Regions from separate parts of the Gossypium hirsutum genome. Here region 2 is linked to region 1. A link is a contact called in public Hi-C data. All regions are on one chromosome and are shown on one strand. Each heading gives the region's core, a stretch centred on a gene start, on an enhancer-like site or on the middle of the called end of the contact. The rest is flanking DNA. Distances are from core to core; before and after follow the strand shown. Region 1 holds the start of LOC107955322 (protein-lysine N-methyltransferase EFM1). Region 2 has its middle 50 kb from the start of LOC121204100.

Evidence for each region. Hi-C and Micro-C count contacts between places; a contact is called where the count stands out from the background.
Region 2: a contact with region 1 is called in a Hi-C map of fibers, with 2.2 times the contacts expected there. The contact joins the enhancer-like site here to the promoter of LOC107955322 in region 1. A contact is called at or near these places in 11 of 34 Hi-C or Micro-C datasets (anther, fibers, hypocotyl and 3 more).

Annotation. Positions count from the first base shown.
Region 1 is chrA07:34,097,255-34,103,953 of Gossypium_hirsutum_v2.1, forward strand. LOC107955322 (protein-lysine N-methyltransferase EFM1) reads right to left here and starts at 4,789. Exons shown (of 18, transcript XM_016891060.2): 1 at 4,620-4,789; 2 at 3,967-3,994; 3 at 2,820-2,924; 4 at 2,636-2,729; 5 at 2,359-2,533; 6 at 2,170-2,275; 7 at 1,991-2,073; 8 at 1,829-1,855; 9 at 1,514-1,683; 10 at 1,259-1,372; 11 at 1,071-1,151; 12 at 868-932. The coding sequence starts at 2,870.
Region 2 is chrA07:34,242,767-34,248,847 of Gossypium_hirsutum_v2.1, forward strand. It overlaps the pseudogene LOC107955320. Among protein-coding and RNA genes, the nearest start is that of LOC121204100, 50 kb to the right of the region's middle. Within about 2 kb of position 1,760, at least 6 of the 9 cell types and tissues checked have an H3K27ac peak or open chromatin away from gene starts, as enhancers often do. A contact at or near this core is called in fibers, where this site is marked.

The DNA of each region.
Region 1 (6,699 bases), core at 3,539-6,038:
ACATGCCAGAGAGTGAAGATGAAACTACTTCCTGATATACATGTTTTACATATCATGCTCACAGTTGAAAGCATGTTGCATGTCAGACCACAGGGGATCATCAAAATAGAAAGATGAACCAAAACAATCACAAAGAAAATAATCATGTAAATTTACCACAATAGTAACATTTAAAGTAATTTACAGAAAATCAGGGAGCAGATTTAACAATTTTCTTTTTCTTTTTTCTTTCTTGTAAAGTACATAATTCAATTCATAGAAATGATAAATACAAGAATAATCCATGGTTGTAAAAACCAGATGGCTGTTCAATCATATAAGTTGACCGAAAAACCACATAAAAACCAGTAAAATTGGATATTTTATTTTATTTTACTTCTTTTATATTCTTTCAACAAAAAAATTAGGCTTTTTCACCATGTTTATGTTCACTTTCATCCTTGGTTTTTTGTAAATAATTTTTTTCCTAATTTTTGATGAATTTTTAAAAATAATCTCTTTTTGAATTTTTTATGATTTTTCTTAATTATTATTAGTTTATACTTTTCAAGCTTTCTAGATGGTGAATCACCTGGTTGAACCAGGAACCAGAGATCAAATCAGGTCGACCTCTAGTTCAGTTTTTTCAACCAAGGAGCAATCTCCGGAAGTTGAGATACTTCTAGATATACAGAAACGCTACCAGCCATATTTAGCTTGCCATAAATATGGAGTATGCTCGCAAACAACAGCAACCATCTTGAAGTTAAACAGGGAATATCAAAGGGCACAGGAGGCTATCAATATTGACATATAAGTCTTTTAAAAGTATAGAAGAAACACTCATGTTTAGGAAGAAAATTATCTATTCAGGACAAAGCAAAGTACCTCATTTCCTTTGTTACCATAACTGATGGAAACTTCTTTGTCAACTGGCAATGGAGACTGTAAAGCTTTCCATTTTGAGTGAAAAAATAGTGCCACTCGTGGTTAGACTTCCCAATATTTAACATAAAAAAAAAACTTCAAGTATAACAGATTTGATCAGAATATGTTACAAAAAGCAAACGTGGGAGGCAAGAGGAGACTACCAGAAATAAGGAACATGGATAAAGGAATTTGAGTTATTGACCCTGTTCCATCAACTTCCCATGTTGCAACTGCCTTCAAGTCTAAATGTAAAATTAACAAACAAAAAACTTTAATGAGAATCAAGACTGAAAAACCAAGACTGCAGTAACAGACTGAACCAATTATAGACAAGAGAGGACTAGCGTACCATGGTTGCAAAAGTCAATGCCAGGGAGAAGACCCTCCACCCAGACAGTTTCTTCTTGTTTTGATGTCGAAGTTACTCCATTGACTTTGCTATCATTCCCATGAGCCTCAAATCCTGATATAAATACATTGTAAATAAAAAACTTTAACCTCAGTTCATAGTTAATGCAGTAAATTTTCAACAGTAAAAGCAAATAAGAGGAAAGAGACCTATACAGGAAATAAGTGGTAAATGAGAACTAAAGCATAACCTCACTTTTTCCATTGATTTCATTAATCGGCTCTTCACTACAACTATGACTGGTGGAACCCTCGGAAATTTTGTCAACTGGACAGGTTGTGCCCACATCTTCTTGAATTTGGGGGAATACATAAGAATGCGGAAGAGGAAGGTTCAAAGCACGAGACCAAAATATAGAATTTGCCCTAGCATTATAGAAATCATGCAATAATAGCCATCAAAGTTTTAGGTTCAGGGAATGTCATCATATCATTGTCAAACTTTTCCATTTTCCCCACCCCGCCCCAATTAAAGAGAGTTAGAAAGAGTTCATTTTGAGGGGATTCCTACCAAAGGAAATCTTCAAACCACACCTCACTGCAAAAGAAGCATTAACAACAGTTCACGTTTGGGCAATAAGAAAATAACTAAATTATTCTTGACAAGACCAGAAACTCAACAATTTAAATGCAACAATGGATTGCCATCTTGTTTAATGTAATTAATACAGACCTTTCTGAATCTCCATCAAGAACCAGAAGTTTCTTCACCAATTCCTTCACTTTATCTTCGTACACAGACATCAAATCCTTTTTCTATAAAACAATTATACTAACTTTCATCATCATGGTTAGTCAAATTTCATCAATTTGATTTTCAAGAGAAACAGAAAACTAAATACTAATATTTACCCGCAATTCAGTTGCTCTATACAAGGTTGTTCCCCGCAACTCCAAAAGCTCATCATCAGTAAACCAAACCGGATTACCAAAAGTAGTTGGAAGCATATCAAGGTACCTGACCCAACCTTTCAATCCACATAAATAATAAAGGGAAAAAAAAGAACACTAAAATGCCAATCACATAGGTTAAGTACGTACGGTTTCCATGAAGAATTCTTTCGGAGACGTTCCACAATAAGAAATAAAATCATTAAGAACCTATCATCAACTTCTCCTTCTTCAAACATTGCTCTACACTCTGCTCCAATTAAAGGATCTTGCAGTACCCTCATTGGAGTTATTGCTAAATCCAGTGGAACAACAAGAAGAACCCCTGCCCAGTTTCTTTTCCTCATAAAATTAACGAAAACCTTACAAAGAATCAAACAGAATTCTATTCTTTAACTTCTTTGTTACAGGGCTTTTTGCTACTGACCATCTTCGGGGGAACCATTGGTGGAATAAATACCAAAGCCTTTGGTGGAGTCGCAATATTTGATTTTGCAGCCGCGGAATTGAGCTCCGTTTACCTGAATTAAAATCACTGTTAGTTGAACCAGAGGAACAGAAATGTAGAGTTGACGGCTTGAAGTTGAGTTCAGGGTGTTGGAGAACTAAACCTGAAGCCATTGAAGGAAGTGCTCGAGTTTTGCTTCCTCTGTACACGCCATTATCGTCGGTGATGGTTACTTGGCTCAAGTTGGCCGGTGACCAAAGGCACTACACTGAGGTTTAATAAGGGCTTTAGGAATTAGGTCTGAAAAAAAAATTTGAGAAACTTAAAACTGATCCCAGTTAGGGATGGCAGCGGGTTGGATATCTGCAATTTATGGATTATCCGAATCCACAGATTATCCGAATTTTACTATCCAATTCCAAATCAGAATTAAATACATTATCCGCCGAATATCCGAATCCGCAAAAAATCCGAATTTAACATTTTCAACCTTATGTTAGATATCCGAATCCAACATAACCAAAATCCAAATCCACTAAAATTAAAATTTTAAAAATAATATAAAATCAAATAAAAAATTAATTTTAAATAAATTTTATTCATAACTAAAAATAAATAAATGTAAAATAAATTAACAAAAAAGGCTAAATAATAATTCAAACAAACTAAACATAAAAATTTCACAAAAATTTAAATATTACTAACAATTTAAACATAAAAATTCCAAGCAAATTAAAATTTCAATAACAATTCCAGACAACTTGATTTACTAGTAGTTCTGCTTCACTCTTTGACTATATAATGATGGAATTGACCTCGATGGAGCATTGTCACTTTATTTTTAACAAGATTGAAATATATTCTCATTTCAAGGCAGTCCCTTGTAAGCTTTCAAAACTGCAAACTAACCACCAGCATTCAAATGAGCTTTTATAACCTAGTTGCTCTATGAAATTAGAAAATTCCCCAAGCAAATGGAAGAAAAACCAAAACCTTCATCAACCACTTACCGATCTTGCATTAAACATGAATCGCCTATTTCCATTTATAAGAATGCTGAATGTGTTTTGTTCATGCATGCATTGTACTTAAATTGCTTCTACAAGTATAAATGGCATTAACTGGAATGATATCAGATGTCAATGGCTCTAAAATCCGCCTTACAATCATCATCATAGAGCGGAATTTATCACTTGAGCTAAAACGATAAAGCTAAATTAACAACGTCTAACAATTTCTATCTCTAGTTCACAATCAATATCAGTTGGAATATCAATATAAATGTTTAACTCCGGCCAGTATAATTTTACCTTCGAGCTAGTTCAACATGAGCTATCCCTGGAGAACCAAAACAATCAACATTTAAAGACAAGATCAAACAAACAGAAACCTTCTCACTATCCCCCATAAACTCATTGTTTTCGCTACAAGCCATTTTTCAATATACCAATAAAATTTTAAAATTAACAATTCAGTTCATAAACATTAACAATAAGCATCAAAATCAAAACATTATAAACATTTTTCATGGTTCGAACATCTATGTTCTTCTAGCTAAGTAAATTTGGAGAGACAAAGAAAAAGGAAATTATTATTATTTTATTACATTCGGACATGACAGACTGTCTCTCTGTTTTGGTCTAAACTTCAAACTCTTTCCATTTCTTGTTTTTCTTTCTTTATTAGAAAATAAATGAAATATATTAGAATGGAAGTGAGTGAAGTTTGGAAGTTGTAAGAGATTCCATGTTTCCTCATTAGCTCATTGTTTGTTTCCTTCAAATTCAATGCTCTTAAATCTTTGATCACTAGCCTAAATAGTGATAAACTTAACCAAGTAACCAGTCAAAGGATATTAAGGGCTGACATAGTAACATCTATAACTAAAAATCAACCAGAAATAGAATCCTAAAACATCAAGAATGGGTTTACAAGTAACGAATTTACAAGTAACGAAACCAACCAATCAAATGAGAATTTTAAGGGCCCGTGGTCGACGGTGCCTTGTTGGTGCTTGCCGGTGACTGCCTGACTGGTGAGAGGCTTAGAGCTTGAGACGACACTTTTGGGAATTTTTTAGGTTTTGGTTGGAGTTGGGCTTAGCCAATTGTATTTTCAATATCTCAACTTTCTAACTCAAAACTTGGTTGCGGGCCTGCTTCAAACTAACACCTATGCTTTGCATTTGACCTATATTAAAAAAAAATCCAACTAAACTATTTTCAAAATTATTTTTATTAATATTAGATATTATCGGGTGGAAGGAAAAAAATGATATTAAAATTATACTTATATAAAAAATCAATAATTAAGTTATAGGTAAAATGGTAAATTGTTTATATTTAAACAGTTTTTAAGGTCGATCCCCCTCAATAGTATACCTATCACACCTTTCACCATTTTATTTTTAGTCACTAGCCAAAGAAAATGACACTCTCTAGGGATGTCGGCTCTTCCAAATGGTTCTTTATTTTGCATTTGGTGGGTTCAAGTTGATCTTGAAGCACTTTTCACCAAAAACAACCCATTACCATTCCACCGCTAAATAAATGAGTTTGATTGAGCCTGCCGATTAGTATGTAATGTCCCTGCAATGAAAAGGACCATTGATCGTCTAAAAGATGTTAGAATTCATTCCAATCCCATCTTCCATCTATGTGTACCATATCAATTATTCGACCATCTATGTCCACTCCACTTAGGTCTCGACAATGATCTTTCAGGGGATCAAAGTCGACATCCAATTATCGAACTAAAATTTGATCTTTTCCCCTTTCTCATGGTCTATCAAATGTTATTCTTTTAGTATCTTTAAGATTGATTTCCAAATGATTACTTTAACATTACTTAAAGATTTTAAATATTTAGTATTATTGTTAAAGAATTTTGTGAAATTTAAAATGCTCATTTTAGATATGAAATGGTAAAATAAAAAATAAACTAATTTAAATGATATTTAGATTTGTTAATATTACACTATATAAAATATCAATTTTGAATACTTTAAACAATTATGATAAATTGTTTATGCTAATAGGGCTTCGGCATTGTTGGTTAACCTGAGGACTTGGGTCATTATGCATCCAAGTTTGAGTGCCATCATTTTTAATTGTGATGTGTAGGTCTTCAATCCCAATATATGCGTATATGGTTGCGTTCTCTTATTTGTTTGTTGTGTTTTTATATTGGTTATATTCTATGCTTCAACATATATTTGTATTTGTAATAGTAAAATTAAAAAAAATATATTTTTAAAATTTTATTTCAATATATAAATTATATTTAGATATTAAAATAACATACAATAACGCAAAATATCCTTCTTCTTTTTTTCGTGTCCTTATTATTACTATTGACAAAATATTATATTAGAATTCTTTTTGTATTAATAAATATTCAATTTAAATTGTAGTAAAAATATATAAAAAACTATAATAACTGAAATATAAAATTTTAAGACTTTTTAAACAATTATAATAAATTTTTTTGTAAAATTTATTCAATACATAAGTCATATTTGAAATTTATAATTAATATAAATGAGAGATAAATTTATAATTTGAACCAAGCTTTTGAAAAGTCAAAAGGAAGAATTTGTATTTGACCTAAAAAGTTAGTTTTTTTTATTTCAAAATTTACTTATAGATAAAAAAAAGTTTTAACTTAGAAAATCTAGTGTAATAGTATCGCAATATCTTTTTTATGTAATTGTTTAGGGTTTGATTCTCTCGATATGCACGTTGTGATATGTTTATATATAGAGGTGTGCAAATAATTGGTGTAATAAAAAATTTACGATTTATTCAATTAGCTTAATTAGTTTTCTTGACTATATCAATTTGATTTTCGATTTTATAAATTTAAATAGAATAAATTAAATAAATTTTTTAAATAATATATATTCAATGCCTAACTCAATTTCCAAATATTGAATACCAATATAAAACCTAACTCAATTAAACTAAAAACATTAAAACAACCCAAAACTTAAAATAAAATAACACAACTCAAAATATTAAATTTAACCCAAATCAATTACCCAA
Region 2 (6,081 bases), core at 510-3,009, 140 kb after region 1:
ATGTAACGGGGAAGAAAACATGTGTATGTTATTAAAAGTATCAGATAAGAAATATAATATTTACCCTGAGTTTGCAGCCTATTTTCTTGTAATCACTTCTTTCAAATCCCGTGCAGTCTATACGCACCAGCTCACTGACAACAAATGCATCTCTCACCATGGGTACTAGACTACCATAATATCCATTCTTGGCTGCAAATTTTATTTGCAATAAGTAACCACGTAAAAGCATGCATTATGCCAGAAGCCAACAGGAAGAAACAAAGGGTACCAAGTTTTGTTAGAACAGGAACAGCCAGTCCTCTCTTTCTCATTTCTTTTGTTTCCTCAATACTTAGACCATCAATAGTAGTTTTAATCAACCTAGGATAAACAGGTTCCTGAGGTTTCCACAACATTAAAGGAATTACAGGCCTTTTCTTGCGATTATAATTCCGGCCTCTGTACAATATAAGTGTACCACCATGCCTCTGAATGATCTTTCCAAATGTTTTATCCTGCAATAGTTATTCAAACTCCATGATGAGAGTAAATATCTCATAGTTATCTGCATAGATAATAATTCAATTCATGATATATGAAAATCAAGTACATAATATTATAAATCAATAGTCAACACAAAACACATGCATGAGACACAGGAGACCATAGAATGGGAAACGGATCACATCCGAAAACTTAAAGATACTATACAAAAAAGGAAATCCTTTCCCTTAAAACTGCTTGCAGTAAACCAAATACCTCAAGCTGCGTGCAAACATTCTTCATGTCGACAGTGGGTACCCCGAGACACTTAATCCTCACTGCTTCAGCAAATTTCCAATGATTATGAATATCATTCAGCATGTTATGTGTTAAACCATCTCTCCCTACAGATGAAGACAACAGAAAACCATGCTATAAGATAACCTGTGAGATGAAGGATAGCAAACGCAATGAAAACATTGAAAATAAGTTGAAGGGGATCAATCCAATCACAAGCAAACCACTTAACAGGGAGCTTTGCCATGTATAAAATAGCATTTCTTCTACAAGAGTTTCAATAGTACATAACAGTTTCCTACATGAGTTTTTAGACCTTTGAAAACTAATCTTCAGTGATCCATTATATAACAGGTCATAACAAATATATCTAAGATTTTCTGAATACCTTATTTGATCATATTTTTTTTCTTCTAATTTTAGAATCATGACATCAAAGTATATTATCAAGCTCAAATAAACATCAAACAAAACCAACAAAAACGTAAACCCAAATAAAACACCTCAATTGATATTACAAACCAACGACCCATACCCACATACAAATTCCAAAAACCAAAAGAAGAACAAATAAAAAAAATACTAAGCTACAATACCAGAATTATTGGGGGAAAAGTAAAAAAAGAAGAAAAATTGAAACTTGTACACAATACCCAAATTTATTTGCCTTTTATTTCTATTTCTCTGACATTTTTCTACCAAAAACTTCCTCTCAGCCTCAGTAAGAGGTGCCCCCTGAATCCTGCCCCTCAATAGCTTCCTCTTTGCCTCTAAATTCGGATCCTCAGTACCCTCCAGCGACTTCACCTTCGGGTCCACAGCAGGGGCACAAACCCGGTCCACTCACGGTCCAATCGACCTGGTCCGAAAGGGGAGTACTTTGGCTCTCTCAACCCGATGGGTCTCACCGTGGGGCTGCTCTCTGTGTAACTGAACCGGAAATCGAAGGGCAAATCGGAATATATCGGCTTTATCTGATCGAGGGACGACGGGGGTCTGTATTTGGGTTTCTGCTTTTTATGTGAGTTAGAATTGGACTTAGATTTCTGAGGATCTAAAGAAAGGGATGGTGGTGGTTGGAAGGAGTAATGGTCACGGAGTTTTGAGGTGGAAAGGTGGCGAGTGAGGAATCTGACGGTGATAAAGAGCGACGGTGGTTTTTGGCGGGAGAGACTAGTTAGGGTCATGAGGACAGTTAGGGTTTAAGGCAGTTAGTTTCAAAGAACCGAGGGAGAAAACAGAGAAGGGTTTAAGTGTTGTTAGTTTGGGGATTTCAAAATTTTCGTAGTTTTCGTATATTTGAATTTAGTACCATAAAGAATTAATTTTCTTGGTCTAATTATGTTAAGTTATTAATACATCTTAATTAAAATAACATATTTAAATTAATTAATAAAAATTATACAAAAATATATATATAAAGATTAAATCTCAATTTTGAGCATAATATAATGATTAAATTTGAGCATTCTATATAATTTTTAAAAAATAAGTACAAGGGTTAGAATTAAATTTTAATCATTATATTATATCTAAAATTTAATCATTATCTTATAATGTCAAAAAAAAAACTTAATTATGTGTCATAACAAAAAGATCAAAATCTTCCGCACCTTAAGTTGAATATACAAGTTGTACCTTACCAGTTAGTCTATAAAGGTCGAACACCCATGTCCCACGATCACACAATTTTGTTACATGAAATGTATCAAAGACAAAGCCAAGCCACTTCTAAGAAAAATAAATGAATTCCAAAAATCTTGGGCAAATCCGAAGAAGGTTTTCCCTTGCGCTCATCATAAAAAATTTCTAAATCCCAATACACCAGATAGCTACCAAGAAGCACAAGCCAAAAAACACAATATGTGCTTTGGCCACACCTTCGTAACCCTAAATACTAGGATTTGTTATAGTCCCTCTGTAATACTCCAACATCCCATGATTTAGTTATTCCTAAACGAGTAATGAAAGGTATTTTCTTTCTTTCTTTTCTTTTATTACCTTGCGTATGTATAAGATCAAACTCGTTTGATTTCTAAAACGGGTACTAATCCTTAAGTTTTTTAGGAATCCTTCATCAGTGATTGTGAATGATTGATTTTTTCAACCATTTTGACATTGTCTCCGTAAGAGCAAGTAAAAAAAATTTTGAGAAGTAAAATCATTTGATTTGATTTGTTATCAATAGCCATGAGTTGATCATCTTAGGGTGATCCTTTTGCCGATATATGCTCCTATTACACTCATAGCTTTTGATATTATAAAAAAGTTTAAATTTTAGGCATATAGGAACTAAAACTAAAATTTAACCTTTATTATATAATCTTACTAATTTCTATCATGTGCAATGCACGAGTTACTCATTTATTCTATAAAATTGTTATTATTTAAACATTGGTTTATTAATTAAAACAATTCATGAAACAATAAAATTGATCTTACTAGTTAACATCGAAGCTAAAATTTCTAAAATAATTTATGGCATGTCTTGAGACATGGAGTCCTCTGTCTCAAGGCATAACCTTGAATTTTGACAATAAGTTTGAATTAGTATCCTAAATTAGATTTTGACTTAGCATGACCACTTAATTAGATGAAATAAGATCTTAAGTTTTATAAATGCATGTGAATGATTTTATTAAATGATTTATTTGTTATGTTATTGACAAATATAAATTAAACATGGTGTAATTATGTTGAAATAGTCTAAGTTGCTTCGGCAACTTAATGTGATGTCACACATTAAGATTCGACGATTGATCGCCTATAAACGAGTTGTCATTTATAGTAAAAATATCACACCAAAAATATAATAAATTCAATCAGTAGTGTCCACAAACGTAAGGGTCAAATTTTAATATAGTAAAGTTTACAATGAAACATTGGTAAGTATTCCGAGGATTGTACCCAATGGATTATAGATTGGAGAAAATATTATTAAATTAATTACAGAAAATTGTAACACCCTTTACCCGTATCTAACGTCAGAATAGGGTACGAGGCATTACCGGACTTATACACAAGCAATCATACAAAACTGAGACGTAAATTAATTTCCATCCAAATTTAAAACTTTCACATACATTCCTATCGTCCCTAGAAAGGGGCCTACGAGGTCCAAATCATGCATTAGAGGTGGTTCGGGACTAAATCGAGAACTTTAAAAAATTCTACGACACCTAAAATTTTTTTCATCAAAACAGGGTCACACGACCGTGTGGCTTGGGACACGCCCGTGTGGGTAGCCTGTATGGTTATGCACGCCCGTGTCCTTAACCCGTGTAACTCTCTGTTTATGACTTAAACACCAAAGGAAGTCACACGAACAAGTCACACGCCCGTGTGCTAGGCTATGTGGCAAATTTTAATTTTTGAAAATTTTCATAAAATAGGTGCAGACTTCACACGCCCTGGATACACGCCCATGTCCCTAGGACGTGTCCGTCCCACGGCTAAGACACACGGCCATGTCTCTACCCGTGTGGACAAAATAGGGCTATTTACCAAGCCATTTTGCCACCCTTACTTGCACCAACCTACACCACAACAAGCAACACCAATCCAAGCATATACATACAACCAAATCAGCCACAAGCAAGATATCAATACATCATTTGCACATACTAACATCTATCATGCATAAACATCACATAATTTCTTTTCTGTTCATGCCAAATTCATCTTCATGATAAGCATCATCACATAAATATACCAATGACCAATAAGAATAATATTAGCCAACTTCCAATGGCCAAATACAAAATGAATCATTAACCATTACAATGCCAACATATTTGGCTAAACCAATATGACACGTAATAAAATGACCAAGTCTCTATACATGCCATACTCAAGATATTAAAATCAAGTATACCTAAAAAAATCATTTGATAGTATGAATCGAGCGCCGACATTCCTCGATCTTCGAGCTAGCTTGGCGACACTATGAGGAATGGAAAGAAAAAGGGGAGTAAGCTTTTTAAAGCTTAGTAAGTTTGCATGCAAATAATAAGCAACATAAATCATACATTAATCATATAACTACTTAACATAAGTTAGCATAATTATCATCAAGTATCTTAGGCTTAGCTTACTCATTAGCATTCTTACCAAGAGTTCATCTCATACTAAAGTCCATACTCTTGAGTTTTACATATATACATGTACCAACGCATAACATAGTTGCATACTTTGTCATCTTTGACATACTTTTCGGATTACCCGTTGAACACTTGGAATATTATCGGATACACAGAAAGTCTTGCACATAAGTTCCATATATGTAGCCAATGCTACCTCATATCTCATAACACATAGGGCTCGCACACGAGCTAATCACGGGCCTACTTATACAAGCTGTTAGTCAAAATGTAGCTACACGGGCTGCTCACACAAGCTGTCAGGTATCCGCAACACGTGCCAGACTACCCAGCCACCGGTAGGACGTGCATGACCAGCACCCAGATTCACATAGATCACATAACACATGGTTTCCTAGTGACATGTCACTTGTATCCTAAACTATTTCTAAGGTTCAACCGAGATTTTCTCATTATCGAAACTTCGTTGAATATTTCTATAGAAACAATAGTACAATATATGCAATATTAAGCATTAAATACATAATATAACATTGCATTATTTACGCACAAACTTACCTCAGTACAAAATAGTAGGAAATGGACTTAATCGTCAATAGCCTTGTTCTTCCTCCGATCAAAGTCCGAACTTCATTTTCTTGATCTATAATAGAAAATTTAACTTATTTAATTATCACATTACTCAATGCTGTCCAAAAATCAACTTACGGCAAAATTACATTTTTTCCCCTAAACTTTGACATATTTGCATTTTAGTCCTTAGGCTCGTAAAATGAAATGTATCTAATTTCTTTGTTACCCAAGCCTAGCCGAACTTAAGCCATGCTCATAACAACCCACATTTTTCATCAAATCACATTTCTACTACCCATTTTCACAACTTTTACAAATAAATCGTTTTTATGCATTTTCACTAAAAATCACTTAGTAAAAGTTGTTTATCACACCTTAAACATACAATATCTTCCATCAAACATCAAAATAAATGCATGTCACACATGACTAAATTTTTAAACATGAAACCTACTTCAAAATAATGGTAGAAATAGGCAAATGGGGTTACGATGACTTAAAAAATGTAAAGAGCATTAAAAACGGGGCAAGGATGTACTTAAAATCAAGCTTGAAAGTTGAAGAAACCCTAGCTATGGTCTCCTTGTAAAATTCGGCCAAGATGAAGAAGATGGACACTAATTTTGACTTGATTTTCCCTTTTTAT